Regions from separate parts of the Hordeum vulgare genome. Here region 1 is linked to region 2. A link is a contact called in public Hi-C data. All regions are on one chromosome and are shown on one strand. Each heading gives the region's core, a stretch centred on a gene start, on an enhancer-like site or on the middle of the called end of the contact. The rest is flanking DNA. Distances are from core to core; before and after follow the strand shown. Region 1 has its middle 110 kb from the start of LOC123442890. Region 2 has its middle 60 kb from the start of LOC123442889.

What was found. A called contact is a pair of places that touch in the nucleus more often than the background predicts.
Region 1: a Hi-C map of leaf shows a contact between it and region 2, with 5 times the contacts expected there. The contact joins two enhancer-like sites. A contact is called at or near these places in 2 of 6 Hi-C or Micro-C datasets (leaf and seedling).

The regions. Positions count from the first base shown.
Region 1 is chr3H:42,979,136-42,985,436 of MorexV3_pseudomolecules_assembly, forward strand. No RefSeq gene overlaps it. Among protein-coding and RNA genes, the nearest start is that of LOC123442890, 110 kb to the right of the region's middle. Within about 2 kb of position 4,781, at least 2 of the 3 cell types and tissues checked have open chromatin away from gene starts, as enhancers often do. A contact at or near this core is called in leaf, where this site is marked.
Region 2 is chr3H:42,515,636-42,521,498 of MorexV3_pseudomolecules_assembly, forward strand. No RefSeq gene overlaps it. Among protein-coding and RNA genes, the nearest start is that of LOC123442889, 60 kb to the left of the region's middle. Within about 2 kb of position 3,131, at least 2 of the 3 cell types and tissues checked have open chromatin away from gene starts, as enhancers often do. A contact at or near this core is called in leaf, where this site is marked.

The DNA of each region.
Region 1 (6,301 bases), core at 3,531-6,030, 470 kb after region 2:
ATTCATAAGCATCTTCAACAACGCCATCTCCTCTGAAACCCTAGTTCATCTCCTGTGTTCAATCTTTGCACCGGAACCTTAAATTGTTGCTTGTGAAGGGCTAGTAGTGTTGATTACATCTTGTACTTGATTACTATATGCTTTATTTGGTGGAAGACAAAATGTTCAGATCCTTTATGAAAATTAATACTCCTTTGATCTTGAGCATGTTTATCATTTGTGAGTAGTTACTTTTGTTCTTGAGGCCACGGGAGAAATCATGTGAACTTGATCTGTGTTCACTATTTTGATGGTATGTATGTTGTGATTGCCTTAGTGGTGTCATGTGAACGTCGACTACATGACACTTCACCATATTTGGGCCTAAGGGAATGCATTGTGGAGTAGTTATTAGATGATGGGTTGCTAGAGTGAACACAAGCTTAAACCCTTGTTTATGCGCTACATCGTAAGGCACCGGTTTGGATCCAAAAATTTAATGCTATGGTTACATATTTATCTTAATACTTTTCTCGTGGTTGCGGATGCTTGCGAGGGAATTAATCATAAGTAGGAGGTTTGTTCAAGTAAGAACAACACCTAAGCACCGGTCCACCCACATATCAAACTATCAAAGTATCAAACACGAATCAAGCTATCATGGTGAAAGTGACTAGATGAAATTCCCGTGTGCCCCGCTTTGCCTATTATAAGAAACCAGTTTGTCCTATCCTTTGCCACAAAAGGATTGGGCTACCTTGCTGCACTTATTGTTACTCATGCTACTAGTTTTTTGATACAACTATCTTGCTATCAAACAACTTGTTATCGCTATTTCAGTGCTTGCAGAAATTACCTCGCTGAAAACCACTTGGCATTTCCTTCTACTCCTCGTTGGGTTTGACACTCTTACTTATCGAAAGGACTACGATTGATCCCCTATACTTATGGGTCATCACTGCTGCGGCGGGATGATACGTCAAACAAGCTCATGGCGTAGCCAACACGGTTAGGCCGGAGCTCGGCCACGGCGACGGAGTCCCAAACTTTCGACACGCTTCGCCGACGTGGGTCCATAACTAAGAGTACCTATAACTAGTTAGGGAGAAGAATCGGAAGTGAATGTATTTTGATAACCCACTAGTTTATATAGGCCGAACTTAGTGCTCGTGTTCAAGAGTAACGAATGAGAGCACTATATAATATATCTACGGCGTCGCAGCATGTCCGACATCAGCAATATATTCTGACATTTTGATGGCACTCTGCTCCGAATCCACTCCAACACTAACTACACAAAGCTGGGGAACCAATTCGTCCAATGCCATCGCTATTTGAAAAAATTAGTGCTTGCGTCGCGTCTAATTTCAGCGCCACCAACATATGGTGTGGCTGTTGGGGAACGTTGCATGGGAAACAAAAATTTTCCTACGCTCACCAAGATCAATCTAGGAGATGCACATCTACGAGAGGAGAGATTGAATCTACATACCCTTGTGGATTGCAAAGCGGAAGCGTTCAAGAACGCGGTTGATGTAGTGGTACGTCTTCACGATCCGTCCCACGAACTCCGGATCAAGTGCTGAACGGACGGCACCTCCGCATTAAACACACGTACAACTTGGTGACGCCTTCATCTCCTCGATCCATCGAGCGATGCTGAAGTAGCAGCCCGAGTCTTCCGACAGCACGACGGCGTGGTGAGCTGTTGGTGGTGACAACTCAGTAGGGCTTTGCCATGCGGTATTTAGAGGAGAGGAACTACGAGGGAGAGGAGGAGCAGCGCTGCGGCAAGTTGTCGTGTGGCTGCCCTCTCTCTACCTCTCTATATGTAGGGGGAAGGGAGAGGGTAGGGTTCCCTAGCGTTTCCCCTAGGGAGGGGGTGGCGGCTAGAATTGGTTGGCCCCTCCCACTTGGGTGCCTTGCCACCCAAGTTGGGCTGGCGGCGTCCTAGGAGGAGGCTTCCTCCCCTTCAGTCGAAGTGCGCAGGGGTGAGGGGTTGCACAAAGACCCTTGGTGGGCTACGGTGCCCCCTCTCCTTGGACCATGAGGCCCCCCAACAATTGTCGGGGCCTCTGAAACCCCTTTCGGTATTCCGTCATTCCCTCAGTGCGCCCCGGAACACTTCCGGACTGCGATGACCTTCATCCTATATATCAATCTTCACCTTCAGACCATTTCGGAGTTCCTCATCACGTCCGGGATCTCATCCAAGACTCCGAAAAACCTTCGGTCACCAACACAATGACTCAATCATGCTTATATCGTCACCGAACCTTAAGTGTGTAGACCCTGCGGGTTCGAGAACTATGCAGACATGACCGAGACTCTCCCCGGTCAATAACCAATAGCGGTACCTAGATGTCCATATTGGTTCCTACATATTCTACGAAGATCTTTATCGGTTGAACCTCTATGTCAAGGATTCATTTAATCTCGTATGTTGTTCCCTTTGTCCATCGGTATGTTACTTGCCCGAGATTCGATCGTTGTTATCTCCATACCTAGTTCGACCTCATTACTGGCAAGTCTCTTTACTCATTTCATAATACAATATATTGTGACTAACTCCTTAGTCACATTGCTTGCAAGCTTCTTGTGATGTTGTATTACCGAGTGGGCCCTAGTGATACCTCTCCATCATACGGAGTGATAAATCGTAGTCTCGATCCATGCCAACCCAATAGACACCCTTGGAGATACCTATAGAGCACCTCTATAGTCACCCGGTTACGTTGTGACATTTGATACATACAAGGCATTCCTCCGGTGTCCGGAAGTTGCATGATCTCATGGTCATAGGAACATATACTTGACATGCAAAAAACAGTAGCAGTAAACTGACACGATCATATGCTACATTTATAGTTTGGATCTTTGTCCATCACATCACTCTCCTAATGATGTGATCCCGTTATCAAATGACAACTCATGTCTATGCAAGGAAACCTTGACCATCTTTGGTCAACGAGCTAGTCCTTTAGAGGCTCGCTAGAGATAGTGTGTTGTCTATGTATCCAATCAATATAATTCTAGCATGGATAATAAACGATCATCACGAACAAGGAAATATAATAAAAACTAATTTATTATTGCCTCTACGACATATTTCAATAGTAGCTACCGATTTCTCCACTAGTGTGAGGAGCCCTACTTCGAAAGCCTCCCAATCGTCACTTTCAGGCGCCACCATTTGGAGAGTTCTGACTTTTTAGATGGTTTTTTCGGCTTTTCGATTTTCCACCTGTATTTCTTAGAGTTTGGATGATTTTTTTCGAAAAAAACATTTGCATGAAAATACGTGTTCTTTTTTTTTCCCTCAAGAGGCATTGTTTTGTTTCCGCGAGAGGCACGACCGTGCCTCCTGAAAACGGAAAAAATCCGTTTTTACTTTCCTCGAGAGGCATGCTTTTGCTTTCGCATCCGTGCCTCTCGGAAGTGGAAAGAAAAAAGCATTTTTCCCTCCTAGACAGGAATAGTTTTATTTCTTACACGAGAGGCACGTCCATGCCTCTTGAAAACAAAAAAAAAACACATTTTTTTTTCTTCGTGAGCGACATGGGTTTTTGTCCACTTTTTTTAATAAAAAATTGTTAAAATCTATTAATATAGGATCTAGTTTTGAAGATCCCGACGCGAGGATTCCAACGATGAAAAAAGATTAAGATTTGAATGCACAATTTATAAGGTGTTTCAAATAAACGAATCTGGAAAAAGGACAAAACTCCTAGCTTGCGACAAGTGACACATTTACGGTGCGCCACTTGTCACAACATGAGAAAGTGAGAGTGAAATTTGAAAAGGATACATCTCAATTAGTGATTTTTAAGATTAACAGCTCCTTGGATGCATATGGGACAAATGCCCATTGGTGCCTCCTTTAGTTGGTCCATCAGACAACGGGCTTTGAAAAAGACCACCCTTAGAGAAACATATTGTTGGGACGAATTTCCAATTAGGCGTTCACTCTGTCAAATACTTGTGGTTTAGTTTTTTTCTTTTTGAGGAATATACTCATGGTTTAGTACTAGGAAATGATGAGGTGGACCGGTACATAAGGTTATAGGAGTTGCGAACCCTCTCGAATGCTTCGTGTCCATTTTTTATGGGTTTTTGACCTTATAGAAGGTTCCTTAATTGGGTCTTCTTATTCGTCTTTTTATTTTTTTTATTTTTAGGTTTGTTTACATTTTTTAAGAAAATGTATATTTCTATTTTTTGCCTTTTTTAAAAAATGTTTGAAAATTCAAAAGTTATTCAATTATGAAAATATATTTGCATTTTTCAAAACATATAGATAATTAAAAAAGTACTATTTTTTTAAAAAAATTATCAGAACTTTAAAATATTCACGTTTTACAAACATGTTCAAATTATTAAATGGAACAATTTATATATTTCTTTCAAAAATATAGAAAGAATTATATCTTTGCAAAATGTTTGCTTCTAAAAGAAAGTTCATTTTTATAAACAATCAGTTTTTCAAGAAATGTTCACTGTTAAAAATCCATTTTATAGGCAGGCACAATTCTAACTAGCGCTACAATAGCAGTGCAAGCAGCTACTCTATAAATTGCACTGATTGTACTTGTAGATGGGCGAGCCAAGTCGTGATCTCAAAATGTTGGGTGTACCTATGCCTCGTTCGCAAGAGCTATATCTCGTTCCACCCGAGATGGAACAAGCTCTCGCTGAAATGTTTACATTAACATCCTGCCCATTAATGAGCACATAAGAAAGGAGAAAATGGGAAACGGGGAGCACCAGGGATCGGGCAAATCCTATTTAACGCTGAACGCATTGGTTAACGTTCATTTTGCAAACAAGTGCCTGTAGTGCACACCACCTTCCACGTGTTGGGCCGGTCCATGAGCATGCGATATATTTATTCGTCAAAAGGGTTAAAAAAGGGAATTAACTAGTTAGCGAGCGCTTCATTGGGAGCCTTCCAGTGATTGTTTCCGCGCGCCGTCACTTGCACGCTTCCAGCCGTCGTCACGTGCCGCGTTCTGAGCGTTTTTTCAGATTTTGTTTTTTATTTTATTATTTCGGAGGCGTTTTAGCCTTTCGAGTGGGTTTTTTTGATTTTTTTGGTGTTACGGTTTTTCACCGGTCTTTCGTAACTTTTGGACGAAAAAAATCACTAAAAACACGTTTTCTGTTTTTTTACGCGAAAAAACGTTTTATTTTATTTTTTTTGCGAGAGACATGGTTTTGCTTTCGCGAGAGGCACGGTTTTTCCTTCGCCGTGCCTCTCGAAAAAGAAAAACGTGTTTTTTCTTTTTTTTGCGAGAGGTACGGTTTTGCTTCCATGAAAGGCACGGTTTTGTCTTCGCGAGAGGCACGTCCGTGCCTTTCGGAAAGGAAAAAAAGCATTTTCTATATTTTTTTTGCGAGAGGCGCGGTTTTGCCTTCGTGAGAGGCACGTCCGTGCCACTCCTAAAAGGAAAAAAACATTTTTTCTATTTTTTTCGCTAGAGGCACAGTTTTGCTTCCGCGAAAGGCATAGTTTTGTTTTCGCGAGAGGTACGTCAGTGCCTCTCCCGAAAAGGGGAAAACGCGTTTTCTCCTCTCTCTTTTTCACGAGAGCCACGATTTTGCTTTCGCGAGAGGCATGGTTTTGCCTTCGCGAGAGGCACGACCCGTGCCTCTCAAAAAGGAAACAAACGCGTTTTCTGTTTTTTTTTCTATCGCGTGAGGCGCGGTTTTTTCGTCAGTTTTTTTCTTTCGGATTTTTCCGTGAAAAAAAAGTTCATCAAAATCTATCAACATTGGATCTAGTTTTTAAGATCTCAACGTGAGAAAGACAACGGTGAAAACGGTACGAGATTTGGACGCATGGTTTAGGAGATAAAACGTTTTAAAATGCAGATCTACGGAAAAAAGGAAAACTCCTAGGTTGTGACTACTGATGCGCCACTTATCACAACCTGTGAAGGTCGGAGTAATCGTTGGAAGGTGTATTCTTTAATTAGTGATTTTGAAAAAAAGTGACCAACGATAGTTCAAAACCGTGACCTCATTCTTCACAGCCGACGTAGCCCACCGCCACGCCGCCGAACATTAGTGCTTCAAAACATGTTTTATTTTTATTTGTTCTCTGAGTTGCGGAATCCTCCAATTTTATTTGGGATTTTTTCCAAACCAGTTTTCCGCCAATTCTTTGGACAATTCTAGGGCGGTTTTATTCTCTTATTTCCATCTTTTTTATTGCATGATTTTTCTATAAATTCGTATTTTTATTGAAAATTGATTATTTTCTTTCAAAAAAATAAATAAACTTATTTCTATAGCAATGAACTTTTTTCAAATGTTACTTGTT
Region 2 (5,863 bases), core at 1,881-4,380:
GTCAGATTCAATGATGACTACACATCTATATTTTCCAATGATAACAACCATATCGAGATCACAAAACATTGAGACTGAAATGAGGTTAAACCCAAGGGATTCTACAAACATCACTTTGTCCATGTGCCTGTCCTTGGAAATAGCCACTTTGCCAAGTCCCAATACCTTGCTTTTACCGTTGTCAGCATAAGTGATTTGCTTCAGTGGTGATGGAGTTAGTGGCATATTCATCAGCAAGGTTTTATCACCAATCATGTGGTTTGTGCAACCACTATCAAGAACCCACTCAGTACTCTTGGGTTTGTCATCCTGCAGATGAATTAGTACAACTTACCATCTCGTATGCTTCAGACTTGAAGAATATGATATCAATTTCATTAGATAGGAATTTCATCATAAACGGTAAATTTGAGGACGTGTGAAATGTTATCATTTCATCAATTTTAGCTTGCATCCAATCAAGCATTTTCCTTAGGTCTCCAGCAAATTCTTCAGATGATGATTTTCATCTGGAGACCTCACGTGCAGAAGTGATTAGTTCAAATTCTTAAGCACCCACATCTTAAGGGGTGGCAAAGAGTTCATGATCCTGCGAGCACCATATGAGAAAGGGGGCATTGAAGCTAATGCATTTCTCTTCATAGTAGGGGGATTAGATTAGTCAAATGAATAGGAGAGAAGTTCTTTGAGGATTTATGAACATAATGATTTGAGGTATAATGCTCATATTCATATCCTTTGTAATTTCCCTGCATATCAGAAGCATTAGCACGAGTACGAGCATAGTTTTGACGAGTTGAAGATTTTAATCCTCTTGAAGACTTTGGTACACCTGAGGAATTTGATTTGGGGTTCAGGTTCTTCACACGTGGTGTCATGAGGACATTCACTTGAAGATTTTCAAGTAGCTTTTGGGGACCCGGATTTTCCTCAGGGGTGGTCCATTCCTGCAGTTAGTTCTAACATATCGAGCAAATACTTCACCAGATTGATTTTTGAACCATTTATAGTTGGAGTCAAATGACTCATCTGAGGAATAGGATAATTCACATGCAAAGCCTGTTAGATTGGATGGATCAACAGGAGGTCCTTTAGCAGCAACCCATGAGGTTTTGGGATACTGCTCAGGTTTCGAGCATGATCCATCAGCATTCAGTTTCCTTTCAAAGGCAATTCCTTCTTTCCTCTGGTTCATGTTCAGAATCTGCTTTTTGAGCACATCGCAAAGGGTTTGATGCCCTTTGAGACTTTTGTACATGCCTGTCACATACAATTCCTTCATACCTGTATTTTTATGAGTAACATTCGTGGTTTCCTCAAGTGAGGAATTTGTTACCACTGGAGCAGTTGAAGAATTTGTAGCAATAGAAGCATTTGATGATTCTGGTGAAGAATTGGAAGTTTCACACAGTCCCTACCGTATTATCCTTGAGCTAAGGACACACAATCCTCGCCCAACACTCGTGGTAAGTCTTCACGGCAGACTTCCAAACCCTCACAAACTTGGTCATCCGGCGATCCACAATTGACTACTGGATTGCTCTAGACCATGACGCCTAACCGTCTGGAGGATGCACAATCCTCAAAGGTAAAAGGCTTCAGTTCCACACAGGAACAAATTCGTCAGTGATGCTCAATCACTTGGTTTTTGGTTTGTGGTTTGGTGTTTGGGGTATTTCCTCACTTGATGATTTACTCTCGAAGACTCTGAGAAATTTGGGTTGCTCTAAATGACAAGTGTTAGTTTCTCTCGGAGGAGCCAACCAGCTAGTGGTTGTGGGGGTGGCTATTTATAGCCAGGGAGCATTCCGACATGATTTGACATAAATGCCCTTAAATATTGTGATCGTTGGTGTGAATAAGATCGGTGAGGTGGCGCGTATCGCGACAACGGTCGGAACTTTCAACTGTGAAAGCCCTCATGTCTCTCATATTCCTCACTTGAGGCTTTTGTAGGTTTAGGCTTGGGTTGAGCATCATGAGGAAATTCATTCTGTAGTATTACTTCGACCCCCTTTAACAGTACGGTGTTCATAAGACTCAAGATTAAAGAAAACGAAACAGAAAGAGTAAGTCTTCACACTTCGAAGTCTTCAGGGAGTTTTTCTTCGAGGCACACCGAATTCCTCATCTTCAATATCTTCATGAGGAATTTCTTCAGCTGAAGACATATATTTTAGAGGTCGATATTCATCGTATAACTCAAACTCCTCAGCAAGTTATAGGGCATATGTACACTTGTAAACACATTAGTTACTTAACCTATAAGTCTTCAAACCACCAAAATCACTAAGGGCACTAGATGCACTTACAATTGGTACGAGGATCAATTTTCTACAATTGACTTTCAGCCCTCTCTCTTCAGCATAGTGGAGTGTTAATTTTATTTACCTCCATCAGTTGGTTCGCTTCAGGAGGGGGCATCAAAATAGTGTCATCGTCATATTGGATGACACAGAAAAGGGGGTAGGTATGGCTACTAATAGGATCTTGTTCAATTGATATGACATTGCCTTAGGGGGCTCATGTATTATGTGATGGATCCATTTTCTCACGACTAATTATGTGGAAAACCCCTCGAGTTTCAGGCTAATTAAACATGTAGCATGTGGGGCATCTTTCTTATTGCTTCATGCAACATTTGTATTAATAAGCAATATTATACAAAATTAAAATAAAATCATATCCTCTGAGGAAGATATGATGGCCTTATATAGATGCAAATTATATTTTTGATAGTGTCCTTATTATATGTAAAATATGATAGATTAATACAGATGGAGTCGATTTTTTAGAATTGATCTGATACTGTTGTTTATGCCGCTCACATAGATGACCTCATCAAAGGTTGAGTAGTTTCTGGAAAAAATGATTCAAGGTAGCCGTGAACAGGTCAATTAAAAATTACCAATTTGTTTTCTTTGTAGGAGGGAGGCGGCATTCAAAACTACAGATTATCATAGGAGAAACTCTTTAGAAGAAGGAGTGGGCTTCTTACGCCGATGAGATATTTGTGCACTAAATGTACGAGGCTCATTTGATTGTTGACTCTTTCTTAAATTAATTGCACCACGCGTGTGTGGTTCCTATTTAACGCATAGGTCGACAGTTGTCGATCAAACGCGTGTCCTCCCGTGGTCACGACGTGTATTTGGGCTTGCCCAAGTAGCACAGAGCCCCTCTTCTAGTTTTGGGAAGGTTCCTAGACCATTTTTTCGTTCAATATTTCTTTTACTTTTTTCCTTTTCTTCATTTTTTATGTTCATTTCTCCTTCTCTTCTTATTTTTCAATTTTCATTTCTGTTCTTATTTTCTTAATTTTTTTATATATTTTTATATTTTTTAAACATTTTTATATTGTGATTATTTTACTTTGTATCATGGTTATTTTCCAATTCGTGTGCATATTCTCAAATTTATGTATGTTTCCTGAAACCTTGAACATTTTTTAATGTAGTTAACTTGCTTTTATAAGCTGATAAACATTTTCTTAATCATGAACATTTTTTGAATTTTTTAAATCATGAACTTTTTCTTATTTGACGAATACTTTTTGTAATATATGTTATTTTCTACTTAATGAACCTTTTTAAATTAATTATATAATTCTGGAATTTGACACAAGATTTGGAACTGCCAAAAATTATTTAAATTTCTGAGCACATTTTCAAAAAAATCCTTTAACTCTTTCTAATTCATGAACATTTTATGAAATCCCCAATATTATTCAAATTACATAATATTACCAAATTCATTAAAGAAATTAAATTATGTGCTTTTTAATAGTATTTTTTTTCCAAATTTGAGATTCATGAATAGTTCTCGAAGTAAAATAAGAGAGAAAACAAACGGATAAACAGGAGTTCTCAACCCGCACATGGTCCAGCAGAAAACGTTCCGGACCACATGGTGGTGAGCAATTGGTGGCTACTCGCCAACTGCACCGTAAATCCTATTTGACTGCCAAAGACGTCAAATATACGGGGCCACAGCCTCCTTTTTCACGTTTTTCTGTTCATTACTTTATTTGTTTTACTATTATTTGGACATGCAAATATTTTACAATTATATAATGTTAATAAACATATTATATAAAACATTTTAATTTGTTAATCAATAATATGAAAATGTTTGTTATCGGTAGAAAAATGTTTCTCATGTATACAAAAAATGTATACCAAAAATATACACTTTGTACGGAAAAAGGATCATGTGTTTATAAAATAATAATCATGTATTTCAAACATGGTATACAAGCATTTAAAAAAAATTAAATGTGCACACGAAAAATGTTTCTCATCTATAGATACAATATAAATAATGTGCATGAAAAAACTTAACTTTTCATTTAAAATATATTAAAGAAAATTTGAAAATGTCTAATCAATTGTTTGAAAAATGTTAATCAAGTATTTGAAAAATGTTAAATGTGCATATAAAAATTATTTTACACATATACGATTGTTTTCATTATGTATAATAATAATCTTGATCATGTAATTATAAATGTTAAACTTGTGTTTAGAATTTTAATCATGTGTCTAAAATTTTGATAATGGAAATAAAATATTTTCCTGACACAGAACCTAACATTTTCATATATTTCAAAAACATTTTTATATACATGTTCAACATTTTTTAAATAATGATATGTTTGTTTCTACTTTTAATAATGTACATAGAACTTTTTTTATACATCAGGAATAAATTTTCTATACACATATATAATTCTGAAACTACATGATATTTTTTTATATAAACATAATTGAAACCAAGGATCCAACGAAAAACATATAATAAAAAAGAGTAAGGTAAACTAAAAAAATAGAATAACCAAATGAAAGCATCACAAAATGAGTCAAAACAACAAAGACCAAGAAATAAAGAATACCGTTAAAAATATTATATATGTGAAAAGAACCATGAGGAAAAAGAAGAACAAATGGAAAAAGAAAAAGAAAAACAAAGATAATCAATGAAGAAACAAAGAAAACTATTATATAAAAAAGATAAATAAAATACTAAGAAAATATGTGTTGAAACAAAGCAAACAGAAGTATAACGCGAAAAAAACCCCACTGATCTAAGAAAGATAATTGATGAATAAACAAATAAAATATAGGAAAAGAACAATAAAAGTGAAAAACAAAGGTAAAAGGAAAAACCGTAACAAACTGAGCGACACCTACCAAGCGATGAGCAAGCGAAAAATGGACCAGCTTATTACTCTAGCACACACAAAATGCTTCGGACTAGAGAACATCCTATGTCACGTGAAGGGAGATATAGCTCCTGCAGGAGACCTCGGGCACTTCTTGTTAAAGCCAATGCTTTAACAAGCCCGAAAGCCTTGAAGGCGCTTCAGGAGGCCACCAAAGCCCGTGAGGCGAAGCACGCCGATCGTGGCTCCGAGCTAGCGAGGGCAGCATTCGAGCAGATCGCGGAGCGCGATCGCTTGGAGGCGCTTTAGCGCGAGGTTGCTGAGGCTCGAGACGCCCATGCGAAACAAGTCTCCGAGGCCAACGCCAAGCTCATCGCTCGAGAAGAGGAGGCCCGGGGCGTAGCCGATGCGAAGGCGGCAGCGGACTGTGACGCGCTCTCCTCTCTAGAACTCAGAGCCCGCCAAGCTCTGAGCTCCATCTGCGGGTTGGCGCTCGAGTCTCCCCACGTTCCTCACGACGTCGGCTATGCCGAGTTTTCTTCCGAGATCGTGAAGGAGCTTGAGGGCGCGGACAAGAAGGTAGACACTATCCTCGATGAGGAGTGCCGCAACCCGCGTCTTCAGCCACCTCCTCCTTCGCGATCCCCTCTTCGAGTTTGAAGGGGTGATCGACCATTTGCCTAAGGAGTATCACGGTGACTT